2 separate regions of the Capsicum annuum genome follow, and region 2 is linked to region 1. A link is a contact called in public Hi-C data. All regions are on one chromosome and are shown on one strand. The core of a region is the stretch at or near the end of the contact, and the rest is flanking DNA. Distances in the headings are between cores, read along the strand shown. Region 1 has its middle 62 kb from the start of LOC107848221. Region 2 holds the start of LOC107848485.

What was found. Hi-C and Micro-C count contacts between places; a contact is called where the count stands out from the background.
Region 2: a contact with region 1 is called in a Hi-C map of leaf, with 3 times the contacts expected there. The contact joins the promoter of LOC107848485 here to the enhancer-like site in region 1. A contact is called at or near these places in 2 of 5 Hi-C or Micro-C datasets (leaf and placenta).

The regions. Positions count from the first base shown.
Region 1 is chr11:40,037,845-40,041,273 of UCD10Xv1.1, reverse strand. No RefSeq gene overlaps it. Among protein-coding and RNA genes, the nearest start is that of LOC107848221, 62 kb to the left of the region's middle. Within about 2 kb of position 2,018, at least 4 of the 5 cell types and tissues checked have an H3K27ac peak or open chromatin away from gene starts, as enhancers often do. A contact at or near this core is called in leaf, where this site is marked.
Region 2 is chr11:40,250,478-40,254,062 of UCD10Xv1.1, reverse strand. It overlaps LOC107848485, which reads right to left and starts at 1,328. Exons shown (of 3, transcript XM_016693260.2): 1 at 1,159-1,328; 2 at 793-984. The coding sequence starts at 982.

The DNA of each region.
Region 1 (3,429 bases), core at 769-3,268:
AACTTGTGTGAATCTATCATGTTCAGCCCAGATATTAAAGTATCTGAATGGTACCTTGACTTTCCATTGTATTTCCTCCACCGTGAACTCCATGGGACAATGATCTGAGAAATGAGGTAGATCATAAGTGACATCTACATGGCCCCATTGTGTCATCCAATCAGTATTACCAAACACTCGATCTATTCTACTACAGATTCTAGCTTCTCCTAACTGTTTGTTAGTCCAAGAATAATACTCTCCCTTCCATGAAAGTTCTGTGAGATTAAGTGACTGTACACAATTAGCAAAGTCTTCAGTTTCGATCAAAGTTACTGGAGTGTTGATGCAATATAGTATTAAAGTCCCCAGGAATTAGCCAAGCTTTATTTACATTTGGACCTATTGTTAGTAACTCCTCCCAAAGACTTTTCCTACCTTCCAGAGAGTTTAAACCATAAACAGCTATGAAGAAACAATCAAGTGAAGATACAATAGCCTTGACAGAACAATGGATGCTTTGGGAGATTGTTCTAATGGACACCACCTGATAGTAATTTGGCTTCCAAACAATCCATATTCTACCATTTACAACCTTTGGGTAGTTATCCAGAATATCCCAGCTAGGAAAAATAGTAGATAATATTCTAGGAGCTCTTGGAGCCTTAACTCTTGTTTCCACTAATACAACAAATTGAATATATTTGATCTTTAAAAATAACTTCGATTATTTTTGCTTATTCCACTTGTTTAACCCTCTAATGTTCCAAACAACCCAACTTATTGGATGGTATTGGAGGGACCTCCCAATTTCGGGAGTGATAGAACTTGACACCGTAAACCTCTTTGTAGCACCCCAAATCCATTCTTCGTTGGAACGAAACATAATATGGGAAAATTCAGTAAATTGAACTCTGGACTTGGAGGGCCTGTTACCTGTTGCTGATGTTGCTCTCTATCAACCCGTACAGGGGATTTCGCCTTAGTCTCAGACTGAATGATATCTGGTACCCTTGTCACACTCTCATCCACAGCCTTTATGGGAGCATCCAAGTCACCAGATTGCGTTGCTAGGGGAGGGAAAATCACACCTGTTGTTTGTCATTGTTGGATAATCTTCTTAGAGATAGGCTTTCTTTTTTTATGGCAAAACATTCTTCAAGTCTTGTTTCTCCTGATCTGGGCATTTATGTCCAACAACTGAACATTTAAGGAAAAATTTTGGTTTCCAATCGTACTCAACTTGAAGTTCAAACTCCCTACCCATAGGATCCAAAACTGTGACAATATCTGGTAGAGTTTGAGTAATATTCACCTCAATTAACATTGGCGCAAAGGAAATTCTTGTCTGTTTGCATCGACATAAAGGGGAACCCCAACAATATCCGCAATTCTACTCAAAGTAATTGTGACCCCAACAAGACATTGGAAGGTTTGGGAATTTAACTCAAAGTGGAATTTCTGTTGGAAACTCTTTGCTAAAATCAAAGTTCAACGACAGGGTTTAAGAATAATTGGCCTATTATTAATGGTGTATGGTCCTGCGTATAAGATCTCATTCATATCTTCAATTGAAGCAAAGCGAATAATATAACACCCTTCTTCATGATAAATTACTTCAGGACTCACAACAGTAGACCAAATTGGGTTAACATATCGTGTCATAGCATTTTACCCTGTTATATCTCCTATGAAATATGCTATTAGCGCACAATTCCATTTCGTAACTTTCTTCGTAACCTCTCCTGAGTCAAGTTGAATAACAGGCTTACCATTAACAAGTTGAGGTGCTATGTATTCCCGTTTGAGTCCATTTATGGCCGATCGATTGTTAGTAAATAGCGATTTCCATGGTTGTACATGCGATTGGTAACATTTCTTTCGTCGTTCGAGACTACAGAGGAGGCTTGAGTAGCACTAACCTCAATTACCTCTTCGGGAGCAGCAGATATAGTGTTCTTCCCCACACTTATTACTGTTCCATTAATTTTTGCACCTTCAGGGCTAAGGTTAGGGATAGGTTGGTGAGTGGAAGGTGTAGTAGTCATACTCAAATCTCTTCGAAATGCCCCCTGCCCAGAAGTGGTCGTTGCACCGCCCATCCCATCAGAATTTGGAGTGGATGTAACCATTTTACCCTTATAAATATCACCAGTTCGTCTAGTTGAACTCCCACCCACAACAATAGGTTCTTTTCTCGGTCTTCCCCGCCCTCTTCCTCGACCTTTTCCGCGTCCCCTAGCTATGACAGAACTCCGGTGCCACGCGTAGACTAACGTGCACCACGAGCCAGAACTAGAGAGAGAATCTATTGCTTAATGTGCTAGGTAGATATTTAAGCTTATCAAAAATATAATTTCATTAGTACGGATAATAGGATACTCTTTATCTTAGAAATTTCATTTATAGTTTAAGGTAGAAAAATGCATTTATGTTTAAACCATGTGTTTGAATTGTAAAATAGAAATTGAAACATTGAAATTTACTAAAAGCTGAGAAGTGTTGATTATGTTAAACGACGTGGATTTGCTCAATTAGCCTTTTCAAGCTCGAATACTTGTTTTAAGTCTTGCCAATTCATTAATAAGAATCAGGTGTTGCGGTATCGCTAAATCTCGAAGAAGTTCACTGTTTTACTGAGGAGTGGACTCACTACTTCTAGACTTTTAGTCCCTAAAAGATAGTAAAATAAAATTTAAACATAAATACACCAAACTTCAATAAAACAAATCAAGTCCATCACATTATACACCTATAAAGTCATTTGGTAGAGTGTATAAGATCAATGTAAAATATAGTGTATTAATAATAGTTGTATTAGTTATGCATATATTATTTTTTATACATTATTTGGTTTGATGTATAGGAAATAATACATCTTACATAATTTCTATAAAAGAAATGTTTGTTTACAAAAATATCCTTCTTTGATTTTGTACACTTTTTTATAATAAAATTTTTTTGTCATCTCAAATATAATTAGTATTGTTGAACTAATATATAGAGGTTTTGGATTAATTGCAAGACCTTCGTCTTTGCGTATGGAATATTACGCCAACCAATTAACACAGTCGAAATAAAAATAAAATATAAGACGTAAAATTAAGAAATAGTCTCAATTTTTTTTAATCTTTTTAAAAACCCTCGAAGCAAAGCAAAAATATGTTACAATTATTTAAATCAATTATTCATTATTGTAGATTAAAATGGTGGGAAAAAAATTGTGAAATGTTTTGTAAAAATTCACTATTGCAAATTAAAATGGTGGGAAAAGGAATAATAAAATATTTTGAGAGGAAAATTGAGGGGTATTAAGGTCATTTAATAAGTTAATGCATGTATTAAAGACTTTACATTACTAATACATAGAAAATGAGTGGTATTAGTAATACACACATTAATACACAATAGAGTGTATAACTAATGCTTGCATTAGTTATACATAGACTA
Region 2 (3,585 bases), core at 79-2,578, 210 kb before region 1:
ACATCAATCACAAGATCTTAACAACATAAACTCGACATTGATGAAATAAAAGTTCAATTCTAACAAATAAAGACTCGATTTTTTCATAATCATAAACAAACAAAAAAAAGCATAGTGCTAATAATACTGGTAAGAAGAGAGATCCCATCATTTACCACCAAGCTTACACTCAACTACCAACTAACATTCCACCTTAATACGTGACCTCCAAACTCTCCTGTCTAACGTCATGTCCTAGGTAAGATAAAGATGCAACAACAAAACATCAACCTCAATTACGAGATCTTAATAATATAAACTCCACATTAATGAAATACATCTAACAATAAAGACTCAATTTTTTCTCAATCATAAACTAAATAAAGCATAGTGCCAGTAATACTGGTAAGAAGAGAGGTCAAAATGATGACCACCAAACCTATCCCCAAGGAAAGCAAGAAAAGACTCAATACCAACTAACCTTCTACCTTATATGCGACCTCCAAACTCTCCGATCTATGCACCACAAAAAAATCATCGGAAAGAGTTCAACCATCAACATCAATTACAAGATCTTAAAAACATAATCTCCACAACAACAACATATATGGGGTCTTGGAGGATAAAGTGCAAGTAGTTTGTACCTCTAAGGTGAGGTTGAGAGTTATTTTCAATAGACCCTCGGTCTTCACAACATAAACTCCGCATTTATTAAACAAAAGTCCAAATTTAACAATAAAGACTCAATCTCAATCAAAGAACGAAATAAAGCATTAGGAATCAATCCACAAGAATTACAGAAACAAAAATTACCTTGATCATTGCGAGCAGTGAATATAATAATTCCAGTATCATCACCAACCAAACATTCAGCAAGACGATTTCTTTGTGCAATTGTTTTCTTACTAATAGCTTTAACAGTTATATTAATCCCATTATCCAATGGACGAAGTTCATTCACTTTTTTAGATCCCACTTGCTGCTTCTGCTTCTGCTCTGCCATTTCTGTAAACCCAGTTATTTACCAAAACCAAAAATTTGAGGAAAAAAAAAGGGAATTTAAAATAATAATAATAATAATTAACAAAGGTTGTATTTTTTTACCCAATTTTTTGTAATAAGTTTAAGTTTTTTTTATTCAAATAAAAGAGAGAGAGAGAACAGATTTAAGAAGGAAACCTGAAATTGGATTTTAGATCGGAGGGAGAATCGCCGTTGAATTATAGTAGAATGAAAATTTTGTTCAAAGAGGAAGAGTAAAAATTTAAATCAAAGAACATTAAAATTGGGAAAAAGGCTTGTTGGGCCTAATTAAATGCAACTTTGGGCAAGTACATTTCTGAAATCCATTTGCATTTGGAAAAATTAGGTGGTATGGATTAAAAGACTTCATGAAATATAAAGAAGAAAAGACGAAAAGAGAGAATAGAGAGTGTAATTCCTATTTTGCTTGGAAATGATATATAATGAAGAAAGTTTCTTTATTTATAGAGGAAAATTCAGTTAGTTTCTCTCTAAAAGATAAATATTTCATACATTGATATATACTATCTATACTTTTGATAGATATTCATTACAATCAATATACATTAATATTCCCGCTTGAATGTCTAATAGATAATGTGCCTTGTTAAACCTTGCTAGAAAAAAACTCAAAATAGTAAAACTCTAGTGAAGGAAAACGAGTACACAACTCTAATAATATGCATATAGGCTTCCACATTAAAAACCTTATAAGAAAAATTCAGTGGGACAAAACCTCGTAAGAAAAAAGAGTACAATGCGTATTAACTCTCCCTAATGAGAACATCATTGAATCTTTGCATTCCGATTTTGTGCACTATTTTCTTGAAAGTTGCAGTTGGAAGAGACTTGGTGAATAAATCATCCATATTGTCACTTAAACGAGTCTATTGCACATTAATATCACCATTCTTTTGTAGTTCATGTGTGTAGAAAAACTTTGGCGAAATGTGCTTCGTTCTATCTCCTTTTATGGATCCCCCTTATGTTATGCTATGTATGCTGCATTATTGTCATATAAAATTGTGAATATTTTGTCACATTTCAAATTATATTTTTCTCAAATGAGATGTATCATGGACCTCAACCACACATACTCTCGGCTTGCTTCGCGAATAACTATTATCCCAGCATAGTTTGATGAAACGGCTACGATAGACTACTTTGTAGATCTTCAAGATATGGCAATACCCCACATATGAACACATATCCTGTTTGAAATCAAGCTTTATGTGGGTCAGATAAATACCCAGCATCAGCATAACTAACAAGATCGGAGTACAATCTTCAGAATAAAATAAGCCCATATCGGTAGTTCCTTTGAGGTACCGTAATATGTGTTTGATCCCATTCCAATGTCTCCTAGTAGTAGCAGAACTATACATTACTAATAAATTAACTGATGAGGCTATATCAGGCTTTGTAGTATTTGCAAGATACATTAGTGCACCAATTGCACTAAAATATAGTACTTCAAGATCAAAGAATTTCTCATTCTTTTCTTGAGGTCGGAATGAATCCTTATTCACATCAAGTGATCGAACAACCATTGGAGTACTTAATGGATGTACTTCATCTATATAAAACCTTTTCAACATATTTTCTACATAGACAGATTGATGGACAAAGATATCGTTTGTCAAATGCTCAATTTGCAAATAAAGGCATAATTTTATTCTTTCGAGATCTTTTATCTCAAATTATTTCTTTAGGTAATTAATTGCCTTTCGAAGCTCTATTGGAGTTCCAATAAGATTTATGTCATCGACATAAACAGTAGTACGACAAACTCTAATGTTGTTTTCTTTATAAAAAAACATGGGCAAATTTCATTATTCGTATTACCTTTCTTAGATAAATATTCACTAAGACGGTTACATGCGTTCAGATTGCTTCAAACCATACAATGATCTTTGCAATCAAATGGAATACATTTTCTAGTGCGTTGAACGATATGTTTTTGACATCTTACATCCTTCGAAAACTTTCATGTATATCTCATTATCAAGTGATCTATAGAGATAGGCTGTAACCACATCTATCAAATGCATTTCAAGTCTCTCATAGAATGTGAAACTAATAAGATAACGTAATATTATTGCATCTATAACTGGTGAATATGTCTCTTCATAATCGACATCATGCCATTGTGAAAATCCTTGTGCAACTAGGCGTGACTTATATCTTTATATTTTTTCATACAAAGACCCATTTATGGCCAACAGACTTAACACCGTTAGGTGTTTGAGCTATAGGTACAAAAACTTCACGTTTGACAAGTATATTCAGTTCTGATTGAATTGCTTCTTGCCATTTTGGCCAATTATTTCTCTATCGATATTCTGTGATAGATTGAGGTTCAAGATCTTCATTATCTTGCATAACTTTTGTTGCAATATTATGTGCAAAGACATAATCCACTATTATTTCAGATCGATTCAAATAAGTTCCAACATCACTTGAATTTATGGATAGCTCCTTATTTTCTTAAGTCTCAGTATCATTGATTCCTTCAGGAATATCAAAATTGTTCAAATTTTGAACTTTTATATGAGAATCTTTCGTAGTGTTATCTTGACTATT